2 separate regions of the Mus musculus genome follow, and region 2 is linked to region 1. Evidence: chromatin contacts called from public Hi-C data. All regions are on one chromosome and are shown on one strand. Each heading gives the region's core, a stretch centred on a gene start, on an enhancer-like site or on the middle of the called end of the contact. The rest is flanking DNA. Distances are from core to core; before and after follow the strand shown.

Evidence for each region. Hi-C and Micro-C count contacts between places; a contact is called where the count stands out from the background.
Region 2: a Hi-C map of neural progenitor cells shows a contact between it and region 1, with 2.2 times the contacts expected there. The contact joins two enhancer-like sites. A contact is called at or near these places in 13 of 484 Hi-C or Micro-C datasets (the C2C12 cell line, the G1E-ER4 cell line, bone marrow-derived macrophages and 9 more), 3 of 115 datasets of contacts at active chromatin or transcription factors (astrocytes, embryonic stem cells and oligodendrocyte precursor cells) and 1 of 9 other capture datasets (pancreatic islet).

The regions. Positions count from the first base shown.
Region 1 is chr11:107,626,832-107,633,108 of GRCm38.p6, forward strand. Helz (helicase with zinc finger domain) reads left to right here. Exons shown (of 33, transcript NM_001368755.1): 17 at 522-623; 18 at 5,341-5,519. Among named protein-coding and RNA genes, the nearest start is that of Mir6932, 7.8 kb to the right of the region's middle. Within about 2 kb of position 3,325, at least 14 of the 459 cell types and tissues checked have an H3K27ac peak or open chromatin away from gene starts, as enhancers often do. A contact at or near this core is called in neural progenitor cells and neural stem cells, where this site is marked.
Region 2 is chr11:107,774,081-107,780,357 of GRCm38.p6, forward strand. The region is part of intron 1 of Cacng4 (calcium channel, voltage-dependent, gamma subunit 4); the gene reads right to left. Among named protein-coding and RNA genes, the nearest start is that of Gm11650, 17 kb to the right of the region's middle. Within about 2 kb of position 3,576, at least 13 of the 459 cell types and tissues checked have an H3K27ac peak or open chromatin away from gene starts, as enhancers often do. A contact at or near this core is called in neural progenitor cells and neural stem cells, where this site is marked.

The sequences.
Region 1 (6,277 bases), core at 2,075-4,574:
AGTTTGTATTCTCTTAGAACATGCTGTTGTAAAAGTTGGCAGGCAGTGTAAACTGGGCATAACGGCTTGTGCCTTTAATCCCAGCACTTGGGAGGCAGAGCCAGCTGGATCTCTGAGCTCAAGGCTAGCCTGGTCTATAGTGGGCAGCCAGGGCTACACAGAGAAACCCTGACTCAAAAACACCCCCTTCCCCCCCACCCCCCACTCCCCAAATAACAAGAACAAGTTGACAGTGTAGACACGGTAGTTTGACATAGCTGTTATACATTATGGGTATATTAAAAGTCTAAGGGCTGGGTTTAAAAATCCTTACTATGGACTGTGGATAGATTTAAAGATTATTTGGGGGAGCTACTCTTTAGCTTAGAGTAACATAACTCCCAAAGGCACCATGGGTCCTGTTGAATGTGAGCGGGGCGCGGGAAATGGACGTGTAAGATGGCCACTGCTCTCTTGGTGTTGAACTGCCTGACTAGCTTCTGTTGTGTCATTCTTTTTATTTGCACCATTTATTTCAGCAGGATTCTCATTTGCACCCATTCTAATAGTGCTGCTGACCTCTACATAAAGGATTATTTACATCCATATGTAGAAGCAGGCAATCCCCAGGCAAGACCTCTCAGGTATTTCTAAGGCTTATTATGTATCTGTATTGTACTGTGTTGTTCTTAAGAAAAGGTGTCTGTAAAGATGGCGGGGCTCTGGGAGCATCAACTCTGCATTGGCATTTGGAGGTTATGTCATTGGAAAAAAATCTTTTAAATTAAGGCAAAAAATGTAAAAATTGTGTACCATTTCTGAAACATTATGTATACAGAAAGACATCTTTTTTTAAGTTTCTCATGTAAAACTGTTGTTATGGTTGGAGTAGATTTTGGTATGTACATCTAAAAGATAGCATAAGAAAAGTGGTTAAAGAAAATTGATTAGCTTAAATCAAATTGAGTTTGATTAAAATTCTGGCACATTGTGTACAGCAGAGTAGTCATGTGATGACAGCTCTTAATGGGAGTGAAATGTTAACTGTGGTTGTTTGCGGAAGCCGCACGTTAGAGAAGCATGACGCATGGAAACGATCTCTGCGGCACTCCGAGGACGGGTTCCAGGCTTCTTGCTGCCACGTACAAGACAGGGTTTCAAAGGACATTTTAGGTTCGGTGACTGTGAACACAAAATGCACTTATATACAGATTATGGGAAAATAAAAATCTTTTCCTTCAGAAAACACTGCAGAATCATATTATACCACTTACTTTTGTTATGTGAAATAATGTTTAGTTTTGCCATGTTATAAACTAATATATCATGGCCTATTGTACAAATGATTATTGATTATTGCTTTTTTTTATTAGGTATTTTCCTCATTTACGTTTCCAATGCTATCCCAAAAGTCCCCCATACCCTCCCCCCCAGCCCCCTACCCACCCACTCCCACTTTTTGGCCCTGGCGTTCCCCTGTACTGGGGCATATAAAGTTTGCAAGTCCAATGGGCCTCTCTTTCCAGTGATGGCCGACTAGGCCATCTTTTGATACATATGCAGCTAGAGACAAGAGCTCCGGGGTACTGGTTAGTTCAAAATGTTGTTCCACCTATAGGGTTGCAGTTCCCTTTAGCTCCTTGGGTATTTTCTCTAGCTTAATTATTGCTTAAAAATTAGTTTCTAGCTATACTTTGATCCATAATTTATTAACCTCTCACTTCTACTTGAGCCCAGGCATGGAAATAAGAAGTTATGCTATTCAGTTCTTCAATTCCTGGGACCACAGCCCCCTTTGAAAGTGTTTAGAGCAGTGGTGTAGCATGTTAACACAGACACCCATACTGTGTTGTCCTCTCGCTCTAGGACACAGCAGAAACCACCACAGTAGAAGATCCTGTTGCATGTAATAATAAAAGACCGTGCTTACTGTTCTCTGAGTGAAGATTTTACTGAAGGATGCAGTGACAGAAGGCTAAGGCCTCTAACCTCTGACCTCACAGAGGACAAGGAGGAGCTTTCGTTTTACCCTGCCTGTTCTCCCTAGTAGTATTTATTGGTAGATCAGGTGCGCTCGAGCATGGGTGTGTCTGTGCGTGTATGTGAATGTGTGTGTTGTGTGTGTGTGTGTGTTCATGTATGTGAGTGTGCATGTTGTATATGAAATGTGGTGGTCTCGGATGTCAAGGTGCTCCTGGCTTAGAAACAGTTGAGGGAAGCCCTTATGGACATAGCATGGGGTGTTTGATGTTTAAGAGTGTAGACTCTGTTAATTCTCTAGGTATTTCCATGTGGAATCATTTTGGGCTTTGAGGATCCACCATGATGCATCTGCATATATGTAATAGTAACTGATTTTCCAGTCGAGTGTAGTCAGACTGGCCCAAGTGCAGAAACCTGCCCCACCCGCAGCAGAGATTTCATTTCTTCTTGACTCTAAGAGTTGTTGAACCCAAGGTAGAAAAATAATTTATTTCCCAATGCAAGGCTCAGGCTATTTCATGCAGTACACAGGAGAACGGGGAAATGCCTAGCGCCCCGAGAGTTTGCTTTATGCAGCCCTGCACATCCACTGTGGCCTTCTCTCCGGGAAAGGTGCTACCCTGAAGCAGAGGCTGAGCGGTCGTCTTGAGTGTTTAGGCCTCACTCTAGCATTAGCTCAGGTTAACTGATAGTTTTCCTACTCAGTAATAACTGCGAGAGATTTGAGAGACAGAGAGGACAAGAATGAATCACTGCTCTGGAAGACCAGCTTTGTCTGAGGGTTTTGGAACCTCACAGCCTGTCTCTGCTAGGCAAGGGCTTGCTGCACCCCTCGCCAGGCAGGAAATCAGCTTTACTGGAATTCCAGAGACAGAACACAAGAGGGCACCAGATGTCCGCAGATGACTGAGAAGGAACACAGGCCTGTTGCTACGGAGCAAGGCTGACCACAGACTGGCTTCTTCCCTGCACTCTGGTATAGATGTGGCCCTGGGAGATAGTTGGAGCAGCCATTGAGTAACAATAGTAGTGAATAGGGCAGGCCCACTTGTTAGGGTTAAAAATCATGCAATTTCTTGTACTTGCCAATTGAGCTGAACCTAAAATATATGGCGTTTTTTGACATTTTAGGTTTGAGTTTCAGTTTTTATTTTATTTAGAATTGGGAGATTTGTACCCCTGTGCCTATACTACACATACACGCAAACCTCCTCTGTCCCCACATGCACAAACAAAAAGAAATAGAATTGAGTTGTTTTTGTAAGGCACATAAAAAGCTGGATGGGGGCCACAGGTGGCTGTGGTCTGCACTTGTGATGCCAGGCAGATGGACTATTGCCAATCTGACTGAGGCCAGCCTTGACTGGGTGAGGAGTTAGCAAGAGCTACAGTGAAAGTTTGTCTCGAAGTTATAAAACAGACAAATGAAAAGAAGGCAAAGCAAGGAGAAGAAGGAGGAGGAAAGCAGTTTTCTTTTTGTTAGTGGCTCTGAGGATAAGGTGTTCCGAGCAGTGCACGGGGCCGGCCATGCCGAGGAAGCCACCGCTGCTCCGCCAGTGAACAGCAGCTGCCGTTTGGGTAGTCTTTAAAGAAAAATTTGCTTAAAAAAAAGGGGGGGGTCATCAGTTCATTTGTAGTTGCTTATTGTATATGAATTTGTTACATGTATAAGACCCCAGTGAATTAAAATTATATATACTAGACCATATTTAAGGATTAGTTTAAGTCATGGAAATATGTAAATATTTTGTTTTGAGGAAATATGTAAATATGCTGTCACATGTATATTTATGTATGTCTTCTTTCCCCCCTGTGGTGCTGGGAACCCAGGGCTCTGAGCGTATTATATAAGCTTTACCCTGAGTTATATTTATATTCTCAGTTGTATATTTTGGATAATGAACTTAAAAGCATCATTTGCCACTGTTAATACTCTGATTTGAAAACGGCTACATTTGTTTTATTTCTTTCTCCACTTTTGTAAACACTACTGCCATTCGTGCAGTTTCCAAAGCCAGAGGCAGCCCTCAGGAGGGAGGGACAGTGGTCCAGTAGGGCGGATTGTTCTCTAGCCACTGTGTAGTGAGTTTGAGGCCAGCCTGGCTCAGACTCTGTTTCAAAACAAAACCAAATCATCCATTGCCTTAATCTTTACCACTAGTTCATTTATGAGTATATCTAGTTGCATTCTGTTAACATATCTAGTGAATCCAGTTTGTATATTTCTGCTGCTTCCCAAGCCACCCTCATCTCCTGTCTACCCTGGCACTAACCTGACATTGCTCCCTGCTGCTTCTGCTCCCTGCAGTCCCCTCTCCATCCCCGTCCCTCAGGACCGGGTTAGAATCTCCATGTATGAGATGATGAGGGTCCGTCATGAGCTCCTCTTTCCGTGTTCATGTCTGTTGGCACTGTGCAGACCCATTGACGTTGGCCACAGGGGTAGCCAGCACATGCCGGAAACCCTGCCCCCATCTGTTAAGTGTGCCGCCCTTAAACTCTGCCTAAGTAATTTCTGCCCAGAGATCAGAGAATTTAGTGACATGAGTCATTACAGCTGCCCTGTCCACTTGATGGCTTTTTATCAAACCCAAAGCAAAGCCAAGGCTGCTGTGGTTGCTCCCGAGCCCTGTGCACTCTGCCTGTGTGCTATAACATAGTCAGCAGCCAGTAGGTCTGTCATGTAGGTGGATGGGGATGGTGGAGGCTGGATGTATGGGTTGTAGCTGTCCATCAGAGTAGTCTATAGCTGAGGCCTGTTCATATTTTCTACTGTAGTTACTTGAAAAGATGACATGTCTTAAGATTTGCATTTAGAGTTTTTGATAAAGTTTATTCAAAAATTTACCTTCAGATTCCAGAAGCCAAGGCAGAGGCCTTTTAAATAATAATTTTAAGAACTTTTCTGAAGTAAAATTATTACAAACTGTTCTAAAGTAAAAATATTCTAAGCATGTAATTCCATGGTTTGTAGTAGCATAAATAATTAAAATCAGAGTCAAATACATTTTAGTAAGACTGTAATTGAAAAAGGTAATTTAAGAATGGAAGGTTTCAAACTTAATTTAAAACCATTGCTCATAAAACATATATTTGTGTGCTAATTCTGTTGCAAGATTAATCTGAATACTTAAAAAGTTAGGTATGTGGTGGCACCTATACTTAATGTTGAAATCTTGTAAAAATATGTGCCAGGGAAGGTCATCACGGGCGTATCGTGGCAGCTTTCTACTACAGCCTTAAACTCTGAGAGGGTTGGAATGATTATGGATGGGATTCATTTGTTAATTTTTGGCACTGTGCTCTTAAATGACAGTGTAGTGTTTTCATCTTCAGCGACTATGAACACTCTAACAGGAGGTGCCGTCTTCTCTCTAGGGTGTATTTCCGGAATCGCTGGGTGAAGACTGTCCACCCAGTCGTGCATCAGTACTGCTTGATCTCGAGCACACAGTCCACCTTTCAGATGCCCCAGAAGGAAGATATTCTTAAACATCGAGTGGTGGTGGTCACACTGAGCACTTCCCAGTACCTCTGCCAGCTGGACCTGGAACCTGGTATGCCCACTTGCCACAGGTGGCTGTCTCCCAGTGACAGGTTCCTGTGGGCCACATCTGGCCAGGTCTCTTTCATCGGAATGCAGCTTCCTGTGTCCTTTTATTAACTGGTTTCTTGTCTGCGGCTGCTTTTATGATGCAGGATCTTCTGCAGGGACAGAAGCTCTTTGGCCCTTGACTGAAAAACATTTGCCATTTCACCTGTTCTCTAGTTGGTATCTGTTCACTAGTGATCAGTTCAAATTTGGACAGTTGTGTGTGTGTGTGTGTGTGTGTGTGTGTGTGTGTGTGTGTGTGATTTTGTTGAGGTTTTTGCTAAGTTGCTTTTGAATCTTGTTTTTTTTTTTAAAGATTTATTTATTACATATAAGTACACTGTAGCTGTCTTCAGACACACCAGAAGAGGGCGTCAGATCTCGTTACAGATGGTTGTGAGCCACCATGTGGTTGCTGGGATTTGAACTCTGGACCTTCAGAAGAGCAGTCGGATGCTCTTACCCACTGAGCCATCTCACCAGCCCCCGCTTTTGAATCTTGTAATGTAGAAATAGCAATTATGGCACTTGATTAAGGTTCCTTATTTTTAAGGATTTATTTGTGTGTGTCTGTCTGTCTATGTGTCTTCATGCACACTTGAGCTAGAATGTGCCTGTCTACATGCACAAGTGAGTGTGCAAGTGTGTGTGTGGGGCGCGTGTGCATATGCCTGTGTCTGTGTGTCTCCATGCACAGATGACTCCATGCACACACACATGTGT
Region 2 (6,277 bases), core at 2,326-4,825, 150 kb after region 1:
CTCCATTAAGAGTCAGCTAAATGAACAAGGAGTACACATTGTGTGGATGAATGAGGACAACAGGTGTCTCTGTGTGGTCCTCCCCCTGTCCGAGGGAATCCTCCACATTCTGTAAGACCCAGAGGCAGCACCACTTCCTCCGAGAAGCCCTTTGTGATTTCTCCCCAGGCGGACAGAGGCTAAGTCATTCTAGACTTGAGACATAAGGAATTTCTCCTGTCCAAGGGTTGCAGCATATCATCCCTCACTTAGGAACCCCTCAAGGGTAGGCTTCATGCTAAGCATGCTATAGTGGGTGGCTGGAAGAATCCTGTTGGAACTCAGGTTACGGCACACCTGGGTGAGTTCAAATCCAATCTCCTCCTGCTGTGTTACCTTGTGAGGCTGATAGGACCTACCTTTCATGGGGTTTCTGAGACTAATAGGAGGCTACAGGTCCCAAGGCATGAACCTGGGGGCAGTCATGTCATTCTAGAGAGCTCTACACCACAGAATTTGCTGACAAAGACCCTTTTCTTCCAGCATCCCAAAAAGGCACTTGTAAAACAACTGCTGAATGAGTGAATGAATGAATGAGTGAATAAGTGAACAAGTCTGTGAGTCCCCAAAACTTAGCAGGGGCTAGGTACATGCATCTCCAGTGAGCTGAGTGTATCTGAGTCAAATAACAACAACAACCAGAAACCCTAAATTAGGAATTGTTAGGGGCATCTGAGGGTTAGAGCAGGCAACCTAGGGGGCCTTTGCTACCCCACATTGTGGATAGCTTTCACTGAAGCTGATAGACAGAGTATACCCCTGAGAGAAGTCAGGTGGACATGCCTCCACACCCATGTGACTACCACCCAGGTAGAGACAGAACATGTCCACAGCCTGGCAGGCTCCCCTTCTCGACTGCCCATCAATGCTCTCAGAGATGCCATTTTGCTACCCACACTCCAGACATTCTTGGTGCCGTTTAACTTGATCCCAACGGAAGCCTGCAGGATGGTGGCTGTTTTCCCACCTGTGTGTGCTAGCCAGGAACCGGTAGGAGAGTGCCATCATTGGGATCTGGGTCTGGACTTTGGGTGACATCCCCTGTGGAACCTTCCCTGGAGGTTGGATATGTGTGGAGAATATCCTCTCAAAGAGCTGTCTTAGCAGACTGCCCCCTGTCTCACTGAGAGCACAGCGTCCTCAGAGCTGCCCCGTCTCACAGTAGCTCCATCCTCTGGGAGTCAGATTTGGACCCAACATCATTCAGGGTTGTGATCACAGAGCTTCACAGAGCTCTAGTCTCCTCCTCCATGAAGCCTGCCATGCCAGCCTGGCCCATAGCCAGCATATAGCAACCCCTGGGGTGCCCCTGCTGGGTGAGTCCTGCTTGCTCGTTACACCCAGTCTCTCCCTGTAGCATTAATTGCTTACTTATGACCCCCCCCATCTCCTGGGGTCACTGTAGGCTCTCTGGGATGCAGAGACAATGCAATCCCGCTCTCTATTACAGGGTGCAGAGACAATGCAATCCCGCTCTCTATTACTGTGTAGCAGTCACACTGCATGATAGCTCTTTGTATAGGGCTGAGAAGGAGTTCAGACCAGGCTTTGGAGCCAGAGACTGGGGTATCAGTACCCACTGTGTCTCATAGGGGATGCATGCATGTGCATTGCCAAGATGAGGCTTACTGTGGGATGCCTGTGCGGTAGTTTCAGTAGGTCGTAGTCAGTACCATCATTGAATGGGAGCTGGTAGAGCTGAGGCAAAGGAGGAAAGCCAGAGGCAACTGATTTTGATGAGAACCCCAAATCCACTAGCTGCTGCTTTTGAAGCCTTAAGCATGCGTCTTGACTTCTCTGTTCCTCAGTTTCTCCCTCTATGGGAAGTAGCGATGGTTGCTGCCCCTGAGGGGAGCTGAGGATTAAGCAGGTGAATGCCTATCAATGCGTAAAACCCACTCGGGCAGCTGCTGGCACACAGTAAGGACCAATGCAACCACTAGCTCTGCTTCTGTCCACAACCTACCTGATTACCTGGTAGTTAATTCAATAATTAATTAAACACGGTTAAATCCAAGCTGTTAAGAGGAGGAACGGACTAGCGTAAGGGAAGTGGACGGAGCGGGAGATAATAGATACTGTGCTTGGTCCGCAGAGAGCACTTGAGAGCTGCTAAAGGATTTGTAATTATGATAAAGAGAAAGGTGATCAGCAGGGGGCGGGGCAGATGGAGAAGAAAGCACACACCATGGACTGGATGGGGACTGGATGGGGACTGGATGGGGCTAGCTTGGGCTTCTCCCTGCTTGGGCTCACTTGTAAAAGGGAAGAGGGTCTCCTGAGGGTGTGGATCCCAGCATCTTGTCAGTGCCTGGCACCAACCAACATTTTATAATGATTGATTTTAAGCCAGAAGCGGGCAAGCAACATACACATATACATGTGCATATATGTATATGTGAATATGCATATATGTATAATACACATAGATAGCAACCATATATGAACTATATATATGCAACCATATACAATCTATAATGCAGTCACACATAAGATATATAATTCAAAAACAAAAATTCCAGGTAGACCTCCTTCCCTCTCCTTTAGAGGTGGGCAGACTAAGGAGAAATAAGCACTTCCAAGAATCTGAAAGGCCTTGAAGGGTCACAGATGAGTGCTTTGTTTTCAGGTTCCAGGAAAGACCGAAGAAGAAAAAAGTGACGTCACCATCGTCACCTCTGGAGGGACAGTAATTCTGATCAGAATCTCGAATAACTTTTCCAGGTCAAGTGCTCGCTGGCATCAGAGCTGGAGAGCGCTGGGCTCTCACGGCACTGCGTCTGCCGCAGTGTTCATTTATACCTTTGTCCTAATGGAGACCCCTGCTAATGGGAAGCAGCACGGTGACCTGGCCATCAGGATGGAGAGGTAGCTTAGATGTCTGCGGCAAGTGGCATTTAAAGGGTCAAGTGACTGTGACACAAGAGAAAGAGGTCACATTGTCACCAGCATGAAAAGGCACCCTGGAAGCTGCCTTTCCTCTTGTGGACTCACTATGCAGATTTTCCTAAACTCTACACAAATGGAATTAGTGATGGGAAATCCATTTTTGGAGAGAGTACCCTTTATCTGAACGCGTGTGAGGATTTTTGGAACAATGAGGCAGTTTAAACTTGTCACAGGGGAAGAATTCCAGGAGCTAGGGGCAGGCAACAGATCAAAGCTCTTCTGTCTAACCGGCACTAGATTCCTATTTTTGTGAAATGTGGTCAGCCTGGCCGCCCCCTAGGGCACTTCTCGGCACCCCAGGGCTCTCTCTGAGGTACTCAGTTGTACGTACGTGATAGAAGTTCCTAAGAGCCCACACCCACATTTCATTTCCCCCTCAATTACTTTGTGGCACTTTTTATTGGAGAGGATAGCTCTCTAGGATGAAAACACCGTACATAAACTGCAACGTACGGGAAATAAAAGATCCAGCTATGGACAGCTCTTGAAAGCTTTGATCCAGGAATCAATTTGGTTATAAGTCAGGGGCGGCCAGTCGTGAAACCCTGGCCAGAAGCCATGGGCGTGGTGCCCAGATGCATTTAAGAATAAAGACTCGAAACACCATCAGTGGGGAAGGAACACACGCATCCATTCATCTGTCTGGAGACTGGCCCGGTGGTTTCCCGTGATTTAAGCGTGAGGTTTATACCACCAACCCCAACATAATAGAAAATTTGGAAACCATAGGAGATAAGATAAATCACTCCTGGTTACCATGACTACCGCATTAACAGTTTGGTGAATTTCCTTCCAATATTTTTCCCAGCCTAATAAAACAGCCATCACCACAGTCACATCTACTCCGCACCCGATGATCTTTAAAGGTCCCATGACTGTGGGTTTTCCACTCACTCAATTTGCTATTTAATAGAATTCTCTCTGTGTTTAAGAACCCTCCTAATCATGGCAGAGTTAAAATAATACTTTCTTTTTTTTTAAATCTAGGAAATACTTCAATAACTTTAAAAAGGCTATCTCGCACCAGAAGCTTGCATGCTTTAAATATGGCCAGCCAGGAAGGGAAGAGGAGAAATTATTAGAAAGAAAAATGGAAAAGAAAGAGGGAAGATAGACAGGAAAGGAAGGGGGAGAAACTGGTGTTCAGGAGAGCAAGGCCTGTGCTGGGGAGATGGCTCAGTGGGTAAAGTACTTCCCACGCAAGCAAGCTCCGGGACTAGAGCTTGAGCCATGGTGCCCACACAAACGCTGGGAGAGGTGGCACTCGGCCTGTCACCTCGGAGACGGAGTAAGAGACAGGCAGCTGCTTGGAGTTCTCTGGCTAGCTAGCCTGGTTGAGCTGGTAAGCTGTAGGTTTGGTGAGAGACTCTGACTCAAAAATAAGGTGGAGTGAGATCAAGAGAGACACATAACACTGAACTTATCTTTCTCTACAAATACACACACACACACACACACACACACACACACACACAGAACACACACAGGAGTGGTGATAGACACAGACAAAGGGGGGCACACACACGAAAAGAAAAGAGGACCCCAGTAGTGGCCAAGAATGACAGGGATGGTATATGACATATTGGCATGGTGGTCACCCAAAAGAGAATCTTTGGAACACATCAGAAACAGTCACTCCGAGGAAAAAGGAGCTGACTAGTATGAGACTAGGAGATAGAAACTCAGAGGCCAGAGGGCAACAGCCTCAGGGCCTCGGGCTACAGATTATAAGTGATCACCAGGGTGGGAGAGGAGAGGCCTTCCGAATGGTTAAGCCAGTGGGACCTCTCAGCCACCAGGCATCTGGCCTGGACTCTCGGTCAGGAATCCTTAGGCTCCTTAGACTCAAAGATAACAAAAGCCATTTTTCATGCAAGAGGAGTCAGCCATCAGGAGGAATCAGAACCCCTTTTGTATGACAAGCCAAATTGCTGAAGCGAGAAAATGTCTCAGGCGAGGGCTCAGATGCGAGCTGGGGATGGCGTGCTCGCCTGGGGAACCCTTGCTGTCAATGTGCACTTGTTATCGGAGCTTTTCAGAGAGAGGCCCGGAAGCAGTGCCGGGTAGCCTCACCCACACCCACAGCATCTTAATGAGGAGTTGGTGGCATGGCCTTGGCTGGGCTGTGCAGCCCCTGGATGAGAGCCTGAGTGTCCTGAGATGTCCTGAGAGAGTCTTGGTGGTGGGGGGCATCACAGTGATTTTTATCCTTGCCCGTGCTTTGGGGTATGGGCTGGGAGTGAGGTGTGCACAGGTCCTGGGATTAAACATCAAAGGATTCTGTTCCCAAGTCCCACGCTCATTCTGGCTCTGCTACACCATCTCCAGGTGCTGAGCATCCTTTTACAGCATCAAATGAGACGAAGATGGTACAGGGCTACAGTTCCAGCCCCAAGCCAAGCATGTGCCTCTCTCTGTCTGAGACTGCTACCACCCCATTTTACACACAAAGCAACTGAGTCTTGGAGAAGGTAGACTGATTGGCTTAGGGTTCCTGGAGGAGGAGGAGGAGAAGAAAGAGGAAGAGGAAGAGGAAGAGGAGGAGGAGGCAGCAGCAGTCTGGACTCAAATCCTGACTCACCCAAGTCTGTCTCCGTCTCACTGCCCTGCCTGCTCCCTGCAATGCAATTACAAGAATACTGTTTGGTTCAGGCCTGCTGTCTGACAGGCTCTCCCCACACCCCACCATGTGAAATGCCTCTCTTTGTTGTAGGCGGCTCTCCAGAACCAGAAGGGAAGTATTTGCACTTTTGGGGGTCTACTGTGCCTAGCTCAAAGCTAGGTATTCATGAGGGACCCTACAAACGCCTGGTAGCAGTGGTGCTATAGTAACCCAGCCTTCGTCCTTCCAGACAGCCCCTGATCTAGATTGGAGTGCATCCTGGTGGTTTCTCTCAGGGAAGGAAGAGCAGTGAGTTCTAGCTTCCATACCCATCTGTCTTTACCCTTCTGCCATCTCTGTGACCCTCTTCCCCCTAGCACAGCTTTTCTGTACCCCAAAGTCTTCTTGGAGCAGGACAGGTCGCTCAGGGTCACTGATGGCCATCTGCAGGGTCCTCTTGTTCAAAAAAGTGGTTAAGGAGATGGAGAGATGGCTCAGGAGTGTTTGCCACGCAATTGTAAAGACTGAGTTTGGATCTCTAGATCCCATCCCCTCAGGCTGGCTGGGCATGCTCGTAATTCCAGGCCTTGCAAGGCAGAGGATGAGGATCCTCAGAAAAAGCTGGCTAACAGAATTGGCCATACAAGCAGGTCCCCAGGTAGGGCGAGAGACCCTGCCTCAGTGAAT